Regions from separate parts of the Zea mays genome. Here region 2 is linked to region 1. A link is a contact called in public Hi-C data. All regions are on one chromosome and are shown on one strand. Each heading gives the region's core, a stretch centred on a gene start, on an enhancer-like site or on the middle of the called end of the contact. The rest is flanking DNA. Distances are from core to core; before and after follow the strand shown.

Region 1 (5,342 bases), core at 2,383-4,882:
CACCCGGCGCCGTAACGGTCGCTTTTCTTTGCCGAGTACTCCCTGGCACTCGGCAAACATCGTTGCCGAGTGCCCGAGAAAAAGTACTCGGCAAAGATGTCTTTGCCGATGTACTGTTTGTCGAGCCTTCTTTGCCGAGTGTTACACTCGGCAAAGCCTTTGCCGAGTGTTTTTATGTCTTCACCGAGTGCTTCAGGCACTCGGCGAAGCGATCGATTCCGGTAGTGGAGGATCTCTTTAACTTGTATGCATTCTGATGACTATTGAAGATGTTGTATTTTTCCTCTTTTTTCCTGTTATACATAATATTTTTTCATATTGGTTACAGGTATTGGATTGAGCAAGAGCTTGGAACAGAGATAAACCAATACCACCTCAGATAGGTCGGGCTATATATTACCAATAGTAATATGAGAGAGTGATCTTGTGGCCAGTTTCTTGAAGGAATAAAATTTGTGTAAATACTAGCTCACCAGATACGAATGCTACATTTTGTCTTATAAGAAAAATTGGAGTTAATTACACTTAAAAATGCTTGGGGCGTCAAATCAAAAACTAAACAAAGGTTTCCCAAAGAAAGGTATTTTTGGAACCGCACAGGTCTTTCAGACATGGCTAAATATCGTTACCTATCAGAAGTCGTGAGAGAATTCAACCTTGATTTCCTTGCGATAATGGGGAGAGGGAAATCAGACATGTCAAAATCAAATCTGGCACGTTTATCTGGTGGTTTGGATTTGGTTTGACATTCTCTCTTTGAGGGGGTAGATCAAGGGGGTCCTTCTAGGAGTTAGCTAGAGCAAATGTTCTTGACGTACCTGGACAGAGAATTCTATATTAAGTTTCACTTATGTAGTAGAGCAGATACATTTAAATGTATTCTCATGGTTGTATATGGCCCAACTCAAGATGAGTTTTAAGTCCGCTTTCCTTGCGGAGCTTGTACGGGCATGTCGACATAGTTCTCTAATAACTCTCATTGGTGGGGATTCTAATATCTTGAGAAACAACAAGAAGAAAAAATGACGGGTTTAATGATAATGATCGTTGGTCGTTTCTTTTCAATGCTGTGATTGATAACTTGGATTTAAGAGAAATAAATTTAACGAAAAGACAATACATCTAGGCAAATTCCCTTCCTAAATCAACCTATGAAAAGATAGATAGAGTTCTCTTGTCGACCGAATGGGAATTTAAATACCCTCTGATCTCGGCTCAAGCGTTGGATAAAGGTGTTTCAGATCACACCTCTTCGCTCCTTGACACTGGAACTCCTACTTTCGTTGGAAGCAACAAACCATTTATGTTTGAATTATGTTGGTAAAAGAGACATATGTCCTTGGGCCATTTGTATTCTGTTTTAGTGATAAGATGTTCAATATATTGTCTTAAACTAATATCTTGATATATGAGCATAGACACAGATATTTAAACTAAGGGCTAGTTTAGGAACCACATTTTTCTAAGGGATTTCTATTTTTCTAAAAAAAATAGTTTATTTTCTCTTAAAAAAATATAAATCTCTTGGAAAAATGGAATTCCTAAAGTAATTTTAATAGAGTAAATATCCATCGGATATAGATTGCGAGTACCCATTGCCATTCCTACTTCGGAGTACTTAGGCCCAGGGACGGACCCATAGGGGGCTAGGTGGGCCATGGCACACTCTAAGCCAAGCCCATCGGATAACCGCCCTATTCCGTTCATCTGTGTCGTTCCATGCGCGATGTTGCGATCCTTCGTCTTCCTCCATTCCAGGAACCGAGGGAGCAATGCCCAGGCCTAGAGTCCGAGACGACGCATACGCATCTGCCGATTTCGCCGTCAACAAGCACGAGCCGACTAGGACGCCGCGTGCACGCCCCTGGCCCTAGTGTCGCCGCTGCCGAGACGGTGGACGCGTTGACGAGAGGTCGAGAGACTGAGACGAGACGCGGCTTGCCGCCTTGGCCTTGGCCTTGGCCCGCCGGTCGTCGCTAAGACGCGCTGACGCCGTGACTCGCGAGTCGGGACGTCGTTCCCAGGCGACCCCGCCCTGGCCAGCCGCAGAGACGTGCAACACCGTTCCCAGTCGGGGAGCCTCTGAGACGCGCGATGCGCACGGTGCCTCGCCCAGCAGTCAGAGCACCTTGGCCTCTGCTTATCTCTCCCGTCCAGCACAACACTCTATAATCACGTCCTGCCCAGTAGTCAGAGCGACATCAATCTTCCAGATGAACACTCCGTAACTCATGCCTCCTATGCTAATGTATCATTGTCGTCTCTGTGCGGTTAGATGCGTGAAGATGAAGCGTGATGAGACAACTGGTGCTGCAATTGTAGCAAAAGTGGTGTGAAGTTAATTAGTGACTGGTTGTGAAATTTCGAAGATTGGATAAAAATGCATTTGTTAAAGTTAAAAATTATCCGCAAGTGTCTGTAGCACACGTTCCTCAGTTGGCAGTTAGAATTTAAAGGGAGAATTGGTGTTATGAAGTTGAAGTTAGTGCTGCAGAATCATTTCTTATGTGGATGTAAATATGTACGTGAAAAATTTATTGTGGCACTGCTTATATAAAAATACTAGATCTGCCACTGGACATACCATCAAGCGAAGAGATCAAACACGATCCTTCCTTCCATCAGCTGGTCGTAGCTTTGCCATGCGTCTGCGTTGCCGTAAGCCAAGCACACGCGTCGGCCCCTCACATGGATGGCGATGACGAAACGGAGCGGCAGTTGGCACCGGTCAGCAGACAAGACAAAAGACGCGGAAGGTCCCCGTCAGTCCATGTCCATCAGGCTGGCTTTGACAGCACCGACCCCGGTCAGGCGGCCACGACTCCCTGTCCCGTTAAATCACCGTCCTCCTGCCGTGCTGCCACCACTGCCACGGCGGCACGGCGCACGGCACGTCACCTGCCGCGGCGGCCGTGCCAGCCCAGCTCAGCCAGAGTAAAACGCGCAGGCCGCCTCCGCTGCGACGCACTCTGCCGGGCTGCCCGGCACTCCGCTTCCGCCACCGCCTGCCGCCCCAAAGTCCGAGCCACACCCCCGTGTGGCAGTGGCAGTGGCACCACCTCATTTATGGCGGCTACCTCCGCTCCACGTCTCGGTCCCATCGGCGGATCGGCCGGCCTTTCCTCCTCTCCCCGGCCCCTTCCTCGCTTCAGCTAGCTGCAGTGCAGTCCCGCCCATCTCTGACCCTGACCCTGTGCGTAGCTGGCTTGCAGCTAGCTGCTGCTGTGGCCTTTGGATCAATCTACAATAAACGAAACAAATAGGCCACCGCGGAACCATACGTTACCGTTACGAACGTAGAGCCGGCCGCTTTCTTTTCCCTGGGCTTTCTGTTCTACCGTCAACCGCGTCGTAGCTGTGCTAAAATTTTATTTCTTGCAATGAATCTAGCAATGCCATACATTTTAATTCTTATATAAACTTAGTCAAATTTAAACGATCTGACAAAAGTATATTGTTTTCTTTTCTGACAGAAGAGGCAGCAGTACTAAAATTTAACTAGTACGTGCTGATTACTCCGACTTCCTAGGCACCAGGAAGGGCAGTTGTCCGGCGCGCAATGCAGCACCAGACAGACAACCGGTCGTCCCCTACCACCGCATTCAAGCCCACTCGCCCCGCCCGGCGATCCCATGCAAGAAAGCACCTCGCCCCTAATAAATGCATGGCCCTGGTCCCGGCTGCCCGTCGATCGCCCGTAATAATTGAAGCCAGCCACGCTGCCCTTCCCTTCCCCTTGCTCTCGTCGACGTCGGAGCAGCAGCCCAGCCAGCAGGTGAAAAATCCGGAGCATTTATTATGGCCACCGGGATCCCCCTCGGCCTATAAAAATCCGTCTCGGCTCCTCCCCCTCGCTTCTCGTTCCTGTCGCCGCCCGAGGAGAGACGGAGAGCGACCGACCGCCATGGGGAGAACTCCGTGCTGCCACAGCAATGGGATCAAGAAGGGACAGTGGGCGCTGGAGGAGGACAAGCTGCTCGTCGACTACGTCCAGGCCAACGGTGCCGGAAATTGGCGCATGCTCCCCAAGCTCGCGGGTACGTACGTACGTGCTCTGTTCCTCGGTCGAGCCCAGCCCGGGCCGCCTGGTGCTGCATGCGTGACCTAGTTGTTCGCCTCGTGCTCGTCATTTCTTGAGCGACTCGTGGTGTAAAATGCGATGTGATGTGCCGCGCGCGCATGCATGCAGGGCTGAACCGGTGCGGCAAGAGCTGCCGGCTGCGGTGGACCAACTACCTGCGCCCGGACATCAAGCGCGGGCACTTCACCCCCGAGGAGCACAACTCTATCCTCCAGCTCCACGCCATCATCGGCAACAGGTAAAAGTCTCGAGCCTAAACTCCGTACTCTCTCTCTCCTCACGCGCCGTCACCGTCAGTACGTGCTGGAACGTTGTGGTGTCGATCAGGTGGTCCACGATCGCGGCACAGCTGCCGGGCCGGACGGACAACGAGATCAAGAACTACTGGAACACGCACATGAAGCAGCAGCTCCGACAGGAGGCGCTCGCCGTCGCCGTCGCCGGCGAGGGCGCTGGCGCGCAGCTCGCCAAGGCGGCCGCCGCGTCCTGTCCCGTCGCTCGCCACATGGCCCAGTGGGAGACCGCCCGCCTCGAGGCCGAGGCGCGCCTCTCCCTGCTCTCGTCGACCTCGGCCACGACGATCGTCACCTCCGCCACCGCCTCTTCCTCCTCGTCCACCGTCGCGCCCGAGCACGCGGCGCCCGACATCTTCCTGCGCCTCTGGAACTCCGAGGTCGGGGATTCTTTCCGCGGCACCGCAGTGAAGGGGCATGGTCCGGCGTCGAGTGGTGTGCCGGCGGCGCTACCTGCTGAGCTCGGCGACGACGATTCCTCGGCCGCGTCGACCTACGGGACCGAGGCGGCGGCGAGCGACGACTACCAGTCGTTCCTGGACCTGGCGGCGATGGAGGAGTTCGGGCTGCTGCAAGGCCGGCTCGACGCGTTCTCGGTGCTCCCGCATGTCGACGTGTTCGCCGAGGCGCCCTGCTGCCTGTTCGAGTAGCTTTGCTGTTTGCTCGATCTCATTTCCAGACCCACTCAGAGTAGTCACCAGAGTAGTAGACTAGACGTACGTGGCCGCGTTCTGCATGCGTTCGTCTGCGTACGCGTACGTACATACATACGTACACATGCCGGTTGTCTTGGGGACGACACGATGGCGTATGTACAGTACGTGCCTGTACGCAGCGAGCGGATGGGTGCAGGAGTTGGCGTGTGACAGTATGCAAGTCTGTGCCCTAGAGCAAGAGGTTTTTGGGACTGCTCTAGCCGTGGCATTTCTCTGGTGAATGTCGTCAACTTTCAAGTCTTTTGCCTCTGC
Region 2 (5,241 bases), core at 1,617-4,116, 120 kb before region 1:
TTCCTCTAGTACCCACCAAATTATCAAAGTCTGGGGATGAATACATAGTTGAATCGGTAATTAATGATCCTGCCGCTAACATTTTTCCTGCAGCAAATAAATCTCCACAGGATCTGCCGTTATTATCTCCAGAACCGGATTTTTTGGTGGATAATCAGCTTGGGTCGGTACATGCACCTGTTCCATTGGATAACGTGGGGCATGCTCCTATTCCCATAGGTGACGTGTGGCACTCAACAATCCAAGACTCCTCTTCGGTTCAAGAGGTGACACGCCATGGGGATCATGGTGCTGCCATGCCCTCGGCCGATGACGCCACGTCTCCTGGCTCACCCTCACCTGTCGAGCATGGGGGGCATCACAATGACACGACATCAACTAGTACAACAGCAGCTAGTGGTGATACAGCAGCAGCTAGTGGTGATATTGCTCCGTCGACAGAAGCTGCAGACGCTACAGCTCATGCTCCTGCATTGACTGGGACACGTCCTACCACCAGACTGCAAGCAGGGATCAGGAAGCCTAAGGTATATCATGATGGCACAATTCGGTATGGTTTATTTACTGCAGCTAGTGAACCACGATCTCTGGTAGATGCACTAAAAGATAAAAAATGGAAGAATGCAATGGATAATGAATTTGATGCTTTGATCAAAAACAAAACATGGCACTTAGTTCCACCTCAGAAAGGCAATAATATAATAGATTGTAAGTGGGTTTACAAAATCAAGAGAAAAGCAGATGGGAGCCTAGATAGATACAAGGCCAGACTTGTTGCAAAAGGTTTTAAACAACGATATGGCATAGATTATGAAGATACCTTTAGTCCAGTTGTCAAACCAGCTACCATCAGAATAGTCCTCTCGCTAGCTATTTCCAGAGGGTGGAGTTTGAGACAGTTGGATGTTCAAAATGCTTTCTTGCATGGATATTTGGAAGAGGAAGTTTACATGAAACAACCTCCAGGGTATGAAGATAAAACCAAACCCCATTATGTGTGCAAGTTGGATAAAGCATTATACGGCTTGAAACAAGCTCCACGAGCTTGGTACTCCCGTCTAAGCTCTAAATTACAAAGTCTAGGGTTTAATTCCTCAAAGGCAGATACATCGTTATTTTACTTCAATGAGGAAAATGTGAATATATTTGTTCTAATATATGTGGATGACATAATAGTAGCCAGCTCAACACACGATGCCATGGCATCACTGCTGCGGCAACTCGGTCAAGAATTTGCCCTCAAGGACCTAGGCAGGCTAAATTATTTCTTGGGAATTGAGGTAAACCATGTTCACAATGGTATTATCCTGACACAAGAAAAATATGCATCTGACTTACTAAAGAAAGTCGGCATGAACAATTGTAAAGCCGTGTCAACACCTTTAGTAGTTAGTGAGAAGCTCTCGGCATCTAAAGGGACTCCTCTGGGTCAAAATGATTCAACTCAGTATCGAAGTATTGTGGGTGCTCTTCAGTACTTAACACTTACAAGACCAGATATTGCCTTTCCTGTTAACAAAGTTTGCCAGTTCTTGCACTGCCCAACGACAGATCACTGGATGGCTGTAAAAAGGATTCTTAGATATTTGAAACAATCAGTGAAGACTGGACTCAAGATTGAAAGATCTAGTTCCTCTTTAATCACTGGTTTCTCAGATGCAGATTGGGCAGGATGTCTTGATGATAGAAGATCCACCGGAGGATTTGCTGTGTTCCTAGGATCTAATCTGATTTCATGGAGTGCACGTAAGCAGCCCACAGTGTCAAGGTCAAGTACTGAAGCTGAGTACAAAGCAGTAGCTAATACTACAGCTGAGATTATGTGGATCCAAACTCTTCTTCGTGAGTTAGGAGTTCAAACTCCACGAGCAGCTAAACTCTGGTGTGATAATATTGGAGCTAAGTATCTCTCGGCAAATCCTGTGTTCCATGCTCGAACAAAACATATTGAAGTTGATTATCATTTTGTAAGAGAACGTGTTACGCAGAAATTATTGGAGATTGACTTTATTTCTTCAAAGGATCAAATTGCAGATGGTTTTACCAAACCTCTTCCCGCAAGACAGTTAGAAAACTTCAAACACAATCTCAACCTCATACGGTTGTAATTGAGAGGGGATGTTAGATAGATTCTATGATTCATGTTTATCTTCCTTGTATGCTTATCCCCTTGTAACTCGGAACAAACCAGTAGAGTCGGCCAAGGAATAGATTAGATTGGTTTATTTGTTAGCCCTTATCTTGGACCGAAGATATCTCATGGTTTGTTACGTTAATGTAAATCTGAAGCGCGCTTTGTCGCTATAAGTAACACGCAGACAGCCACGGCAAAGGTGAGCTGCTTCACCCCAATCTTCCGCGCCTCTGATTTTCTATAGGGAGGCGATCGCAAGGATATGACAGTAATTACAAGAGGCTAACCCAAGCCCGCGGGATTCAAACACGACCGGTTCATGTCTGGATATTGCCTGTAGGTGGCCATGAACATCTAGCGCTTGCTTTCTGGCCTGCATGTAGTCGCAAAACTCCCGATACACATGACGCATTGACACACGTAATCCTAGTCTTAAAGGGCTAGTTTGAAAGCCACAAAATCGAAAGGGTTAGAGGTTAGAATCTCCTTATTATTGAAAATAGATTCTGGCCCTTTAATCTCATTCGGTTTTGTGGCTCCCAAACAGCCCAAAGAGTAGAAAACTCCCGCGCTTTCCCTGAAGTGACCTAGAGAAGTAGTGAGGCCGGTTGTTTTTCTTTGGAGAGCTGACGTACGATGGTGTCTCCACCGCCGCTTGCCAGCATATATGCGTGCTGATCGATGCGTTTCGGCATGCATGCACGTAGATTAAACCCAGTAACATTTTCCACCGTCGTCGTCCCTGTCCCTTTCTCCACACGGCCGATCCATCCAGCATGTCTCTGTTCCCTGCTGTGCGAACAGGAACTGGGGCGGCCTACTAGCTTTGGCGAACCTTCCGTCGTTAATAGTTCGTGTCCGTCAGGAATAAAGATGTCGCGCACGCAACTCAGGCCGGGAAAAGGATGACATTGACAGCAATCGATCCTGCTCCTTGATCGTTGACACAGACTATTAGCGCCTAAAATATACCAGTTCCGCAGCCTGCACCCCCTGTTTTATTAGCTGCCACTGTCTGTGCATCAGATAACCATAATAATCCTGCCGCAGCCTGCACCCGGCCTGTTTTGGTTCAGTGTTTAATTTTTTTTCCACGGATCGAACAACTTGTCAATAATTGTGTGGTGCAGGACCGAGAAGACGATGCTAGCTTGCCCAGTTGCCCTAGCTGCTACTGGTATTAACTACTGCTAAGGCCAGCCAGTTGTGCAGCATTCTTCTCGACTGGCGGCTGGCCTGGCTAATTACGAGAATTCTTTTGCTCTCCTAAGCCATAGTAGCTAGGCCATGCATGGCGCAAGCGTCTGCGTCATGCACTGGTATGCAGCCAGTTAAAGCTAGCTCGTGCGAAGGCGCGCGCTTGCTCAGTTGTTAATGGCCTCGCTGATCTCGCTCCGGCGCCAACAACTCCATGAGCTGCTGCTGCTAGGGCTATAGGCGCTAGCTGATGTGATGACGACCAGTAAGCAAACTAACTACTGCAGCTAGCTGGCAGCTGCCTAGCCCAGGTTCGTTCAGACGAGGAATTGAGGAGCTACCGATGATGCGCGTGCGTGCTCTTTCTCTGTGCTGGCGTTGGCAGCAAATGGCAATATTATTCCCTCATCTCGGTTTCGCTTTTTTTTTTTAAACCGTCAGAGGATCGTGACCCCACTGCCGGTAGCAAAAGCAATCGCTGCACTGGTTGAGGTGAGAAAAAAAAAATCACAGGTAGCGGCCGACGCATCAGCTAGTTCCAGAACGACTAGCTGCAGCCTGTAGCGGAGTTCGGACGACTTCCGAGCAGTTAGCTCTGAACTCGTAAGATCGCAAGTCAGCGTTGACGAGGCTGGCTCGCGCCTAACAGTGGGATTAAAAGTACTAGTGAAGGAACGCTCTATATATACACACACGCAATGCGCAGTAGCAGGTATAGCAATTTAATTCATCCCGAGGTTATATACAACAAGTGCGTGTTGTTCAAAAGCTGTTATTCAAGCCTATTCAGTCTTTTATTTTTATTTTTTCATCCCGAGGTTACAACAAGTGCTCCTGGTAGTAGGCTTTTGAGCAGGTCATAGCTAGCTGCATGATCAGTTGTGCGGTATCCTGAAATCTCACGAACCAGTCAGTAGCTGTGAGATTCGTCCGAGCACACCGAGCATGCAGTCAGTTGGAAATAAAATAGGATAACAAGGGAAATAAACTGCTACGCCAGTGTGACACCAGTTTAATACTCCTACTGGACCGGCTCATCAGTGTCGAATCTATAGTTAACGACGGATCGGAACAAAGTCCATAAGAACGGAAGTTCAATGGCGATCCAACGGATGAAATTCAAATTAAAGGCTGGAACTGTCGTTCCTCTCTTCGCCCTGTTTTCTTGACTTGGGCGTGTGTTTATCAATGACTAACTACCGGCGGTCTCAGAGAAGAGATGACATCTATTAAAAACCTGCACTATATTATTCTCTGGACGCACGTTAACACTATAGCCGCAACGAGACAGCAACATTTCCTTCCAAAGCGGAACATTTGTCTATATCAGGTCTGAAAAATAATAATAAAATCTATCCTCATTGAACACCGAAATTGGGACGTACCGTTCGCATACATGAGAACGAGGTCCGGAAAGGAGCCACCGACAGTTCTGTAAGTTGCCAGATTGTATCTACATCTCAATTTCCCTAGATAAGATATGGTTAGACTGGCTGAGCCATGTCCTCTGAAACCTTTTTTCTCGTCACTTTTTGCAGCAAGTCTCATTCAACAGAAGCAAACTAGCGTATCCTTAGAATATCAGGAAAGGTTTTAGCAGTCCTGAATATATGGTTTTAGTGCTTGTATATGGGTACGTCACAGAGTCCATGGACCTCGTTAAGGGCTTAATATATTAGGTAGATGTCTAGCCCTGTTTTTAGTTGGTCATCTCTAGCTCGAGAAATTGGAGCAGGAGCTACTTAAATATTAAGGGTATTTATTAGTTGAGTTGCACCTAGCTATTTTGGTTCAAATAGCCCACTTTTACTAATTGCTTTCTCAAACAAACTCAAATGCTGAGGTAGAGTTTCGCTAAATAGGCCACAAAATATGAACACTGACAGACTGACTGTACCTGGTAACGTAAG

What was found. Hi-C and Micro-C count contacts between places; a contact is called where the count stands out from the background.
Region 2: a Hi-C map of leaf mesophyll shows a contact between it and region 1, with 2.9 times the contacts expected there. The contact joins the enhancer-like site here to the promoter of LOC542612 in region 1. A contact is called at or near these places in 11 of 25 Hi-C or Micro-C datasets (bundle sheath, ear, leaf and 4 more).

Annotation. Positions count from the first base shown.
Region 1 is chr2:24,441,899-24,447,240 of Zm-B73-REFERENCE-NAM-5.0, reverse strand. LOC542612 (transcription factor MYB17) reads left to right here and starts at 3,632. Exons shown (of 3, transcript XM_008670875.3): 1 at 3,632-4,037; 2 at 4,190-4,319; 3 at 4,409-5,342. The coding sequence starts at 3,665. The coding sequence ends at 5,024.
Region 2 is chr2:24,564,191-24,569,431 of Zm-B73-REFERENCE-NAM-5.0, reverse strand. No RefSeq gene overlaps it. Among protein-coding and RNA genes, the nearest start is that of LOC111591032, 4.4 kb to the left of the region's middle. Within about 2 kb of position 2,866, at least 9 of the 20 cell types and tissues checked have an H3K27ac peak or open chromatin away from gene starts, as enhancers often do. A contact at or near this core is called in leaf, leaf mesophyll and root tip, where this site is marked.